Regions from separate parts of the Zea mays genome. Here all the other regions are linked to region 3. Evidence: chromatin contacts called from public Hi-C data. All regions are on one chromosome and are shown on one strand. The core of a region is the stretch at or near the end of the contact, and the rest is flanking DNA. Distances in the headings are between cores, read along the strand shown. Region 1 holds the start of LOC103650821. Region 2 overlaps LOC100384037 (zinc finger homeobox protein 4). Region 3 holds the start of LOC103650824 (NAC domain-containing protein 10).

Region 1 (4,641 bases), core at 69-2,568, 150 kb after region 3:
CGGAACCCAACGACCTAATGACGTGGCTGGCGCACCAGATAGTGTCCGGTGTGCCATACGACAGAAGCCTTCACCAACGGTTATTTTGGTGGTTGGGGCTATAAATACCCCCAACCACCACACTTCAATGCATCCAATTTTCAGTCATCAAACCTCATACAAGAGCTCTAGACTTCATTCAAAGACACAAACAAAGAGATCAAATCCTCTCCCAAGTCCGGAATCACACCAAATAAATTAGTGACTAGAGAGAGACTTTTATGTTCTTTCAAGCTCTTGCGCTTGGATCGCTTTTCTTCTTCCTCTATTCTTGTTTTCAACTCACTTGTAATCAAAGCAAGAGACACCAATTATGTGGTGGTCCTTGTGGGGACTTAGTGTCCCGTTTGATTGAGAAGAGAAGCTCACTTGGTCTAGGTGACCGTTTGAGAGAGGGAAAGGGTTGAAAGAGACCCGGTCTTTGTGACCACCTCAACTGGGAGTAGGTTTGCAAGAACTGAATCTCGGTAAAACAAATCACCGTGTCATTCGCCTTATTCGCTTGTGATTTGTTTCCCCTCTCTTTCGGACTCAACTTTATTTCTAACGCTAACCCCGGCTTGTAGTTGTGCTTAAACTTTATAAATTTCAGATTTGCTTATTCACCCCCCTCTAGGCGACTTTCATCTGGCATGTCTCCACGGGAGCTCCGGGCTCGTACTCACAGGGGTCCGGTGTTCCTCTATGAAGATCCGGACCCAACGGTGCTTACTGGGACGTATTATCCTTCCTCGCCATGTGGTGCCCTTAGGCCTGCCCATGTGGTGGGGTCGGGTGCCGCTCTCTGTGTGACCTGAAGGTGTCGTACGGGTGCAGCGTCTTCATACTGTTAAAGAGGGTATCCCTGATTCAGGATACCGACAGCTGTCAAACATATCTAAGAGAGAGCTCGAGTCATACTGGTGTGTGTCGTGTGAATCTCTAAATCATCGAAGCCTTCGTCTACGTCTCCGTTTCGTTGAAACCGAATGTGTCGCGTTTTATAACGTCAAAAATCTCGTCCCACGAGGAGCACCGAGGACGACGCTGCTGGCATGGCATCATTAGCCATGAGGCCGCCAGATTTGGGCCACGCGCCGAGAAGCCCGCGCCGCCGCTGGCCGGCCACAACGGTCGAAACCGCCTCCCGCGCCGCGCGTGCCTCCTTACTAAGGCTGGCCGGCGCCGCGCGGCATGGGAGGCCATCCTTTCCGATCACCCCTCGCTCCGCCCCTCGACCGCGCTCCTGCTCACGCACGCCCACGCACTCACCGGCGGCCCCCCTCCCCCACGCTGGCCGCGGCCGCGATGGGGTGCGCGGCGTCGGCCGCCGACGGGGCCGAGCTCCGGCGGCGGGGGTGGGCGCGGGCGGGGGAGCCGGGGCACAGCGAGGCGTCCACCTCGGGTCTGCTGGCGCCGCCGCACCAGCAGGAAGGGCAGGAGGCCGAGTCGTCGTCCGGGGGCAGGAGGCGAGGGTGCAAGGTGGCGCCGGAGCCCAAGGAGCTGGAGGAGGGGACCGCCGCGCTCCCGTCGATGCCCGGCTCGCCGAGCTTCAGGTACTACTGCCAGAAGAAGACGGCGGCCGTCGATAGGATCGTGGCTGATGCCATCGACGCCGATGACACCGTCAGGATCAGAGGTACTTCAACTTAATTCGCACACCGCGACGCGCGACTTGCTCTTCACTTCCATGCTTGCCGTCTCGTGAGCTCCATTGACGCTGACACTTCCCGAACCATCCTTCTCCCCATCTCCTCCTCTGCAGCGACGGCGCGACAGCTGAGCAATAGGAGCGAAATCACGGCAAACAAGGCACAGGACTCCAACGAGGTACATGATCCATATCCTTCATGGCATCGTGCATGAGCTCTCCTATTGACATCTGAACATTAAACGTTGCTTATGCTTATGCACTTGCATTGCAGCTGTGGTATACAGAATATACTACATCTGCTAATTTCTGATACCTTAATTGATATGCAGGTCTCTCAACCTAAAGGGGGGACCAAATGGCTTAGGTTCAGTGGCTTGTCGATCGTCGCTGCCGCTTGGCACAAGCACAACTTGTTCAGCCGCCAAAGAAGCAAGCCTTCGCCGCCTCCTGCTGCCGCTTCAGATGCAAGCTCCCAACCCTGATCAGGCAGCGCTATATGGGATCTTCTACATTTTACTACGTCTCAGCTTATAAAAACACACACGCATGGCTCATTCAGTCATCGTTTATGATGCATCGATGCTGGCTTTGCATCATTCGCTGATATTTTTTCAGCCTTGGTTAGTCCCTGTAAGCTAAAGCTGATTCTGTAAATGGTGCAAATTAGTGTTAAGAAAGGAGGGCAATCTGGAAATCCATCCAAGCTTTGCGTCATTTGGTTATGTGTACTGTTGAATTCTGCGTGGTCATGTAGCAGAAATGTTTCCGCAAGATGCATGTTTGTTTTAGGGACTAATTTTTAGTCCCTTTTTAGTTCCTAAACTACCAAACATGCCCTAAGATCACGTGCAAGTATTTTAGCAATCCCCTTAACCCCTTCCTTTTCTTTTCTCTCTGATCTTCCTCTGATGCAGAGGTTGAAGATACAAATTTGTCAGGGAGTTCTCAGACCTTCCTTTGTGTTAAAGATGAAACTCTGTGATCCATTATACAGAATAAATGCAGTATACGCAACTCTAATGTATAGTACTCTCTAACTATACAAGGTAAAACCTATCAACTGTGGTTGAAATTCACCGGCTATTATCTATCTGGCATCTATAATAAAAAAGTGAAGGGCAAAAAAAAGGGGGGTAACATGAATACATGATTAGGTTGTCACTTGACTGCACCTACTGCATTTCTTCCTTTGCTTCTGAATTGCTCTCTATTCTTTCTTCTCACCTCCATTGGCTGCCCAAAGGAGTAAGGCCGGAATGCGCCAATGAGAACGGTGGGAGGCGCCATGTTGAGGCTTGGCCTTGCCTTGCTGTGCATGCCCTTCTTTGGGCTATTCAGGTAAGATTTCACGTGACCAAATATGAGGCTTGGCATTTTCTTTAGCTCAACGACCGACGACGAGAAGAACTCTTCTGTGGCTCCATCCACTGATGAATCTAGACTATAACCAATCGACGCGTCCAGATGAGGCGGCGGAAATCTCTCAAGTTTGGTTGTGCTTGTGCTTGTCACCAACCTTGGTACCTGAAGATTGAAATAACACATTTTATTTCACCATTTTCTTGTGTTCACAGTGTCTACATAGTTGCTTCAATGTAGCTTTTGATGTAAAAGCGATGCAAACATTGCCAGGAGGAGTGGTGGAAATTTTAAGCATGATGATGGTGTTGAGGTTTAAACCAAATTCTTGCAGGCAAAAATTTGGGGGAAAACATACGCACCTTTAGATTTGCTTGCGGCTTATTACTGGCGTCTGGAGTAAAAACTCTACGCCCAGGATTTTGCGACGCGTGCTGTCGGTTCCTGTGACGCTCTACTGACCCATTAACCCTGGACTTCCTGGAAAAGAACCACACGGATGAAGCCTTCCATGAACAAAAGCAAATAAATAGTTGCAATAAGTGCAAAGAGCACCAAAACCTTTTATGCTTCTCATACTTCAGCTTCACGTCTCTTTCTTTGCATGGTGGGTAGCGTGGGAGGCTGGATGGTTCACAGGCGTATGGTTCCGTCCTGAAGAACTGGATCCATAGAGAAATCATAACTTGATATAAGCACAGTTGAACAAAGAACCACTTGTCTGTTTCCAACTAAAAAACTGATATCTACGGCACACACGAAATGCGAACTACCCTAATCCGTGCAATCATGACCAGATGCAGATTTCTCTTTGCATGATGTCTGGTCATGATTTATCTTGTTTTTCCTTTTGTTTTTTGTATTTTTTTTGATGCAACAGTTAATTTCAGACGACTTGAGGGAGATGAGGTAATATTGACCTCGCTGTTCAGAGCATCGGTTGCCGTGCCTCTCATATCTGGGTCAATCGACAGGAGAGTCTCGAGAAGCGATAGGGTAGACGGTGGCACGTCTTTAAACTTTTCAGCTAGGCACCGTTCATATGGCTTGAATAAAGGATGAGCAAGCTTCATCTTCTCCCAGTAATCCTCCGATGGAGTACCACATAGCTTGAAAACCTTGTGCAGCTGTTCCACCTGATCAAAACCGCTAGTTAATAAACAAATAAAACCAAACGATACCCAGCAATGCATTTGAACTAGACCAAAGCCCAAACACCACAAGTACCTCTGTTCTTCCGGGGAACATCGGCTCGCCGAGAAGCAGTTCTGCCAGTATGCAACCCACGCTCCAGAGGTCCACACCGACGCCGTAGTGAGTCGCCCCTAGCAAGAGTTCAGGTGGACGATACCAAAGAGTGATCACTTGGCTAGTCATGGGCCGCACGTTCTCAGGATCGTAAGAGGTGGCGAGTCCAAAGTCGGCTATTTTGAGAACTCCGTCGCTGCTGACGAGTAAGTTGGAGGTCTTGATGTCACGGTGCAGAACGCCGTTGTTGTGGCAGTGTTCGATCCCGGAGAGTAGCTGTTTCATGTAGCACTTCACCTGCAAACGAGGAAACGGGCTTCATATTATTCTTTTTAAATAAAATAATAAGGCATGCATTTGTC
Region 2 (4,448 bases), core at 840-3,339, 180 kb before region 3:
TAGATCCAGGAAACAGCTTTTTCTAAAAGCCGACTTTCTCACAGTGCAAAACTGAAAGCATCTCTGGATCTGCTTTTAATGGCTTTCGGATGGAACTGTGAAAACATATATAGAAGAAATTTTAACGGCTTTTAGTAGTTTCCGTCAAACGGTTTTTAGCTTTTTAACAGCTCACAACCTACATCAGCTTTTTTCACAGCTCATAGCCCACAACAGTTTTTTTTCACAGCCACAGTCTAACCAAACAGACCCGTAGAGTCAAACAGCGGCGAAAAAAATAGGTTGATAAAGGCTAGACTAGGGCTAGATTACTCCTACTCCTAAGGAATGAAAATAATATTGCAAATAAGGTAAATATAATAAATAGGTTTGGTTAGATTGGGGGTTTAATTGGTCGTACTCTGTTGTTATCACGGAGAAATCATGCACCTACATCTATAGAAAAGGATAGCTCTTAAACCACCCAAGAGTGATCGATAGAGGTCGTATTTATGATAAGACATTAGCTAAAGCAAAATTTTGGTAGCATAGCCCTATTGTTCTCCAATTGCATGCCTGAAAATGGTGAAACAGAGAACAAAGGGGTTATGTTGTCGAAATTATGCACGAGCACCTGCCTTGTCCTAAACACGGGCTCTATCGGTCACTCCGAGCTAGGTTGTCCAATAAAGGGACAATTCCGGCTCAACACACATCACATACGTCACATGCGAGGTGTGTTGGGCCGAAACGAACAACGTCTAGGTTATGTTCCATTTGTTAACACTATGATACACGCGTTTACGCTACAATAGATTGTGTTTGCTAACATTACATACGTTTAAGTTACAAATAACATTATTTCGTGTGAAAATAACATCGAGTAAGCTTATTTCCGAGGGTTTAATAATTACCCTCGAAAATTCCAAATTCAGAATATCTAACAACCTCTAAACGAACTAAAACAATCTAAATAATTTGTACAATTACTTTTTGCCGTCGAAAATAACTTACTTAGCGTCGAACGAAGTGGCGGGTGCGAGCACGAGGCAGAGGATGAGGGGCGCCAGCGAGAGGCACGGAACGACAGGCGAGGGACGCCGATGAGGCCATGAAGCTGTCGCTGACGAGGGCGCGGACGCTGACAAGGTCACGTGCGGTGGTGAGGGGGCGTGCACCAGCGAGGTAGAGTGGCAGCGGCGAAGGGGGAGCTAGCGAGCGACGCAGGCAGAGAGTGGGCGTGTGCGTGGGAAAGTTCTTAAAATACTTTATGTTCGACGGCTTATTTGTCAGCCGTCGGACATAAGTCTTATGTCCGGTGGCTGACAGTCGTCGAACGCATAAGCGGACCTAGAATAAAACAAGAGCGATGACATACTTATAAGGATGGACATTAAAATACTAGAGCGAGAGCATCTTAGTTAGACTCAGCAGGGGACTTAACAGTGAAAATCTAGATACTAATACTTGCAATAAAGAAACGAGGAGAGGCCTAGGTCCTCCCTCGCTTATAACGTTAGATTAATGTCCGATAGCTGTTGGAAATACTATGTAGGATGTATGTTTTCTATTTTGCTGTTGTGATATCTTGCCTCCCTAGCAAAAACACGAGCGCAGAAAGCAGATAGTAGCATGGATCATTATCGGTCCGGTCACATCTCGGAGGGGCCGGCTGCTAGCTCTTCAACGGTTGAATTCTCTGTGCTAGACTTTTTTGACGTGCGCGCGTATTGCATTGTCCACGAAAAGTGGCGCATGAGCTTTGACTTTGCAGTCCCTCCCTCCCATGATCGACTAGGACCGGTCCAGGGATCTTCAATGGTCAATCAATCAATTATTCAGAGGTTTTGTTTGGATACTGCACGGCTTGTCAACGGAAAGCTTTGTTTGGTGTGGTGTGGGATTTCCTCGATCGGAATAAAATAAAGTAAAATAAAAGGGGCGCGCGCGCACGTACCGACGTACGGGTCGTCATCACCTTTTTGGAAACCACCATGACATGGTCCAAAGACGACCCATCGTCATATGGTCCAACTATATGCTATCAACCTTGTGGTCTCATTTTTCCTGTGTAGCGAGCGGGGCCCAGCAGGCCACGAGAAAAAGTGTGCGAGGAGGGAGTCTGCTTCGTGGGCCGTGCCAGGAAAAAGCCGCAACCGGGCCCGTGGTCACACGTACCTCTCCTCCGACGAATCGCGCGTGCTCTGCAATTATTGTGGTGCTGCCTATGATTCACGAATCACGACTCTGCGGGTGCTCGTGACGGCGACCCACGAAGCCGTCTACTCTGATGGGTCAAAGCCTATTTTAGAGTCCACGACGCACGGATGTGCCCACGGACGTGCACATCACCCCCTCCCTCTCTCTGTTTGCCTTGGTCAATGCGAAACGTTTTCTCCTACTGGCCTATGGGGTGATGAAAATGAGGCTATGCCTTGTCGGCGCGCGAGGAAGGGCAACACGGCTCTGCGATGGGTCGAGGCACGAGGCTGTGAACGAGAAGAAGCAACTGTCTGTTTCAGCCTATCGTCCGGTTTTAGCCAAAGATAAGCAAGAATTGTACTCAAGCTCACGAGTGGTTTAGGATGTGTCTGTTTCAGATTTATCATCTCGTTTTAGGCGAAAATAGGCAAGAATCAGGACATCTGTACTGCTTGTGAAGGGTACTGTACTAGTGTGCTCTCTGTCCTCGTGCTGAGATGCTTTTTTTTTGGCCGCCAGGAACATTACTTGGGAACACGTGCGATAAGTAGACGCAAAAAGGTACTACTGGCAATACAATAACCGAGAGCAAAAAGTTTCAACCATCGACAGCGGCTCAAGCCATATCTTACACAGAACAACAGAATTACACGCTCAAAACATCACGGGAACATGTACATGTTCTCGGATGATCTGGCAATGAACACAATTGTACATGAGTTACAACATGTCATGCTACCGAGTTCCATGCTCTCTCTCTAAGCTGTGGGAATCTACAGTTTTTACTCCAACAAGACCACAACTTATTATTAATCTGTCGCAGGCATTTGTTCTCGGCTCTCAGAATCCCTAATTCTCTCTAGCAGTCGAAATCTACAGGTTCTACACTTCTACTCCAGGACCAAGACCACAACTAGTTCAGAAAATTCACTGCTGCGCACTGACTGGCTAAATTTACAACAATCTTCTGAGCTCCACAACACATGCTGATGGAGCGCCCCCCCCCCCCCCCCCCCCCACCCCCCGAGTCATATTCTCTGTTGAAAAGGGGAAATAAACTAGTATGATGAGGGGGGCTGCCGGTAGGTTACTACACTCATTTCCTGTCTGCTGGTGGGGGTGCGGTGGGGAACTGAGGGCCATAGAATGTACCCACTAATCCTTGAAAAGGCGGAGGCGGGCTTGGACTAGGGAAACCAGCTGGTGGGCTGGTTATGGGGAAGTTGACCACAGGAGTAAAAGGTGGGTAGCTGGAATACATTGGACCAGGTGGTCCAGCAGGAAAAGGTACAAATGTACCAGCTGGAGGTGGTACATGTGAGATCATTTGGGGTGGCATTGCCGGCGGCGGCGGGGGGATCATATTGGGTGGCGGTGAAGTTGGCGGTGGTGGTGGGCTAGGCTCTGGTGATGGAGGAACCTCAGGTGGTGGTGGTGGTGGTGGTTCGAATGCGTCAGGATGAGGGAATGGGGGTGGCGGTGGCGGTGACTGTGATTGAGGCTGAGAAATATCTGTGTCATCCTCTAGCTTCTGCCTCTTGTTACCAGAAGTGTGCTCTTCTATTTTCAGCTTGGTGTTGCCCCCATTCACTTGTGAAGGCAAATCACCACCACGTATATTGTCTGAAGCATCACCTGCAGCAAGCTTTGTCTCTGTCATGATGTGCTCAAAACCATTTCCCTCCTGTGAATACAACACTGCACTTGACTGTCCCTTTTGAAGAGACTTCTCAGCTCCTGGAGCAACAGTACTAAGTGGATCAGAGAGGCTAGACCTCTTATGCCCTTGATTTGATGGCTCATGCATTTCCATGTTGCTTCCAAGCCCCACGCAGAGCTCAGCAGCTCTCTTGAATCGAGGCTGAGCTGCCTGATTCATGACAAAAAAGCATTAGTAATCTGGTGCACTGCTTCTTTCCCTAACATAAAGAGCCATAACTGTTAGACTCAAAGGTTACAGGTACCAGTCAGCCCTGTAGTATGAGGCCATTTTACTAAGGGGACTCAGTCTCATTAAACCCAAAACAGATGGCCCCAAAACACATAAAGGTGAAGTAAATTGTAAGTATATTCTACAGTACAAAAGTTCTATCCATTGAGAAGCATAAGTGAGATAGCAATGTTTTTTTTTCAAAAATGAACTCCATACACTGTATTGTGGTTAGGAATCCACAAATTAAAGTTTGATCATAAAAAGAGCAATGCTGGTTGAAGAAAATTACCTGAAGCAGGCTTCTGACTTGTTCCACTTTGAGCTCCTGAAAATA
Region 3 (4,355 bases), core at 212-2,711:
CTTTCCGTGGGCGAGGATGCATGATTGAAATCCAACACGTCTTAGTGGGAAAGGGGTGTTTGTGGGCGTCCTGGCCCAACAAGCTTCGGCTGGGCTGGCTAGGAACTCTCGTCTTGATCCAAGGGTGCTATTTCAGGTTAGGGACACAAAAGCACCCCAAAGCATTTGTCTCCTACCCTACCCAAGTGGAAAGTAAGCTAGCTATAGAGGTCTGTTAGTTAGCACTCCACCCCTCCCTTCCTTCACGGACGTGAGCGACGCACCAAACTGCTAGTAGGACTGTACGCAACATCGTTTCGCGACGTTGGCATTCCCTGCGATCCACGAAAGCCCGCACCAAGGCAAAGGCCACGGCAGCAACCAACCACCCGGACCCCGAGCAGGTGCAGTGCAGTGCAGGGCGAGGAGGGGTAGCCGGCAACGAGACGTGCTCTGCGTGCAAGCCGCAGCGGCGTCCCGTCCCGGGAAAAAAAGGCGACGACGACGTGGATGCATGTCCTGTCCGGCCCTAGGGGCGCGTGGGAGGGAGTACGGACGGACGGGTGCGCGCGTGACGCGGGCCGGGCGGAGCGGCATCCCTCGCCACGGCACGGCACCTTCCGGCGGGCGGCCAATGCTCTGTAGCTTCCGCCACCGGCCCACCGCTGCCTTGCCCATCCAGCCAGCCAGCGAGTGGAGTGCCACACCGCCGGCGACGTGCGCCCGTGGGCAATCCCCCGACTCCGTCCGTCTGTCGCGGGTGGGTGGCAGCCAGTGGCACTTGCCCGGACGGCACCGGGGTCTTGGCCAAGACCGCGACCGCCACCGCAGTCAATGGGGATGGACGCACGCAACGCAACGTAGCGCCCACCGCCCACGGGGTCACGGCCACTCGGCTAGTGCCCACTGCCCAGTGCCCAGTGCACGTGACGGCACTAGCGACGGCTTGTCCGTCCGTGAGTGCTCGCCGGCTTGCTTGCCGGGCAGGGCCGGGCCGACGATCGTCTCGTGCAACAGCAAACGCCAGAGGCAAAAGGCGGACGTACGCGTGCGGTCGCCTGCCTGCCTGGGCTGTGGGCTGGCGTCGAAAGCCACTGCCAACTGCAAAAGGCGTTGCCTTGCCCCCAACGCGCCCGATGCCTTGCGCTGCATTGCGTTGCGCCGCCGCCGAGTGGCATGCCACGCTGACACCACCCTCACCCTGCCTGCTTGAGTCACTCTCCACCCGTTACTCACTGTCAAAGTAGCAAACAAGCAAAACTCCCCCGCTGCCCGTGACAAATTCGTCCTTGGCCTGACGAGCCACTCGAGGTCGAGCAAGGCAAGCAAGACCACCCGTGGGTGGCTTTCTTCTGACGACGCCCGATGACACGCCGACCCCGCGCGCGGTGGTCGGTGAACGAAGCTGCAGCTGCAGGTCAACCGGTCGAACGCGCTGACATTTCACGGCGGGCGGACGCGCGCACGCTCGATCGCCTGGCCCCGGGGCGCCAGCCAGCGGGAGGGAGAGAGAGAGGACAAAGGCGACGACTTTTGCGGCGCCTCCACCTCCCTGTGCGTCTGTAGCGCCGCGGCACGAGGGACGTCGGGTAGCCAACTTTCGGGGTTCCCTTTTTGGAAGCGGCGTGCTAGACAAGCTGCAAGCAAGGTCGCGAGGTGAATGTGGGGGATCCAATGCTGGTAGGCGGCGCGTCGTCGATCGGGTGAAGTGTGAGGTGAGGACTGAGGGAGGAGGGCGGTGGCCATGGCGTGGAAGCTTCTCCCTTGTGTGCTCCCTCCCGTTCGGAAAGGCGGCGAGAGGCCCACGACCACGACGACGAGTCGAGGCGGAAAAAGGCAGGCGGAGGAGGGCAGAGGAAGGAAGAGAGCAGGCGCAAGCAAAGCCAAGCCCGGAAAGGAACCGCACCCGACCGTACCTTGGGAACCGAGGCCGATAGATAGGGCACTGAACTCAACCATCGGGTCCGAGAGACGTTGTTGCCCTTGGCCACTGCTCTTGACCGAGATGCAGTATACTACTACCACTCCGATAGCACTTGGTACAGTAGTGGAGCACAGCAAGACTACTCATCTCTGTAAATGCAAGCTTCAAATTGAAATTATTCACCGTTTTTTTTTAAAAAAAAGCAGCCTTGTAGGAGCACAGCAAGACTACTCCAATCCAAATCCAAAAAGAGAGACAAAAAAAAAATGAATAGGAAGAGACGGGCACGGGCAGGGCAGTTGAGTTTGGGCGGAGTTCAATTGATAGAGTCCAGCTTACGCCACCGCCGCTACCCCTATAAAACGGCGGAGCCGACGGCCCCTTCTTTTCCTCTCCTCCATAACCACGAGCCAAGCGCGACGGATCCCAATCCATCTTCTCCTCATCCCCACCACGACCAAAAAAAAATCCGGTCGCCGATGCCGTCTGCTGCCTGACATCGGTCAGCCAGGGTAGATCGCGCAGGCAGGCAGCCCCACACACATACGAAACCCAATCCTGCTTCGATCCCGTCGGCCGGCGATGGAGGGCCGGCGGCCGGGCGCGCCCGTGGCGGGCCTGCCCATCGGCTTCCGCTTCCGCCCCACCGACGAGGAGCTGCTGCTGCACTACCTCCGCCGCAAGGCGCTGGCCTGCCCGCTCCCCGCCGGCGTCATCCCCGACGCCGACCTCGCGCGCCTCCACCCGTGGGACCTCCTCCCCGCCGCCGCACCAGGTACCGTGCCTCTCCATCGCACCCCCTCCCCGCATTGCCGCTCGCGTCCCTTACCTGACGAGCACGCGCGACCGAATTGGATCCAACCCTGCAGGGGGATCCGGAGCCGACGCCGACGGGGAGCGCTTCTTCTTCCACCGCCCGGCGACGCAGTGCTGGCGCAAGGGCGGCGGCGCGGCCAGGGCGGCCGGCACCGGCGTCTGGAGGCCGTCCGGCAAGGAGACCCTCGTCCTGTCCCCGCGCTGCAAGCGCCCCGTCGGCACCAAGCGGACGCTCGTATTCTGCCCCCGCCGCGGCCGCGCCCGCACCCACTGGGCCATGCACGAGTACCGCCTCCTCCCCGCCGGCCTCCACCCCTATGGCTGCGCCGCCGGCGCCGGCGCCAACGCGCCTCCGCCCACTAATGTAAGCGCGCGCCAACCCTGGCTGGCTTCAATGCTTGATTTGTGTAACTCGTGTGTATGTATCGCACCGACGTGCGGCGGCTGATTCGCTATTTCGTGTACCTGAATCTGTAATCCAGGTGAGCTCCCACGGCGGCGACGCGGCGGCCGACTGGGTGGTCTGCCGCATTTTCAGGAGGGCCAGGCCGGCCCACCGCGCCCGCCTTGGTGGTGGCGCCAGGGAGGAACTAGAAGAGGAGCACGCGGCGGAGGAGAGCCCGTCGTCCTGCGTCACCGACGCCTCCGAGACCCTCGACCAGGAAGAGGATGACGGCGACGAAGGGAGCAGCAGCAGCACCGTCGCCTCCTCTAACTGAGACTGAGTAGAAGAGTTGGCTACCCCATGTCGATCAGATCGCGGGCGCCATGTTCTAATTGCCGTAGAAGCCTCATCATCAGTACCTAGTTGCAATCAATAGAGAGACAAGAAGATCGGCCTCCAACAAACCAACAAAAAAAAAGCTAAGCGCTTTGGTGGTATGTTGCTGTTGGAGCTCGTCGCGAATCCAGATTGTTAATTAGCGAGAAATTAATCCGTTCCCCCCTCCGGCAATTATTAATTAATCACCGTTCCCTGGTTCTCCCACAATGTGTTGCTCATTCGTCGAAGCAAAACAATGCCATTCGCCCAACGTCTCTGCTGTGCTGTGATGCATTTTGTTCCGATTCCGATTCCTTGCTGCTGTTGTGAGACGATACCGTCACTAAACCTGCCAACGAGTCGGGTCCACCCGCTTTTATTTGCATATGACCCGCTTCTAAAAAAAATTTGGTGGTGGTTGGATTCGTGTCGACTTACCAAAATATTAAGTATAGAATATAAAATATTTGTGTTTTATTAGCTAAGTAAGTGTGAACATGGGTTTGAAAGCCATGTAGAATTCAGAGAACAATTCGCGTTCTTGGTATATGTTTGGTATGGCTATTCAAGACTGTAATTGAAAATTGGAATCAGGATTTATGAATTCTGATGTTTGGTTGTCTGATGAATTCAAGGCTATAATTAAAGCTCAATTTCATCGAATTTGACTTCAACTAAAAAGTGTCCCTCCCAATTTAGAGCAAAGACTTTAGTTATTGGATGGAATTGCAATTTTAGATACATCCAAACAACATATTTGTATTGAAACTCATTTCCAATACTAGACACATTTAATATTTGGATCTAATTCAATTCTAACATCTCCTATATCTACATCTAAATAGACCCTAAAATATTTGAATAGAATTCAGT

The links. A called contact is a pair of places that touch in the nucleus more often than the background predicts.
Region 1: a contact with region 3 is called in a Hi-C map of endosperm, with 1.9 times the contacts expected there. The contact joins the promoter of LOC103650821 here to the promoter of LOC103650824 in region 3. A contact is called at or near these places in 3 of 25 Hi-C or Micro-C datasets (ear, endosperm and root tip).
Region 2: a contact with region 3 is called in a Hi-C map of bundle sheath, with 2.2 times the contacts expected there. The contact joins the enhancer-like site here to the promoter of LOC103650824 in region 3. A contact is called at or near these places in 4 of 25 Hi-C or Micro-C datasets (bundle sheath, leaf and leaf mesophyll).

Annotation. Positions count from the first base shown.
Region 1 is chr3:159,655,739-159,660,379 of Zm-B73-REFERENCE-NAM-5.0, reverse strand. LOC103650821 reads left to right here and starts at 1,318. Exons shown (of 3, transcript NM_001346756.1): 1 at 1,318-1,657; 2 at 1,784-1,848; 3 at 2,002-2,388. The coding sequence starts at 1,327. The coding sequence ends at 2,154. LOC103650822 (probable serine/threonine-protein kinase) reads right to left here. Exons shown (of 7, transcript NM_001346757.1): 3 at 4,259-4,576; 4 at 3,952-4,167; 5 at 3,593-3,693; 6 at 3,394-3,511; 7 at 2,612-3,196. The coding sequence ends at 2,831.
Region 2 is chr3:159,993,707-159,998,154 of Zm-B73-REFERENCE-NAM-5.0, reverse strand. LOC100384037 (zinc finger homeobox protein 4) reads right to left here. Exons shown (of 8, transcript XM_008675029.4): 7 at 4,404-4,439; 8 at 2,750-4,051. The coding sequence ends at 3,278. Among protein-coding and RNA genes, the nearest start is that of LOC109945306, 6.2 kb to the left of the region's middle. Within about 2 kb of position 2,089, at least 20 of the 20 cell types and tissues checked have an H3K27ac peak or open chromatin away from gene starts, as enhancers often do. A contact at or near this core is called in bundle sheath, leaf and leaf mesophyll, where this site is marked.
Region 3 is chr3:159,809,776-159,814,130 of Zm-B73-REFERENCE-NAM-5.0, reverse strand. LOC103650824 (NAC domain-containing protein 10) reads left to right here and starts at 1,461. Exons shown (of 3, transcript XM_008676410.4): 1 at 1,461-2,678; 2 at 2,773-3,083; 3 at 3,202-3,753. The coding sequence starts at 2,486. The coding sequence ends at 3,438.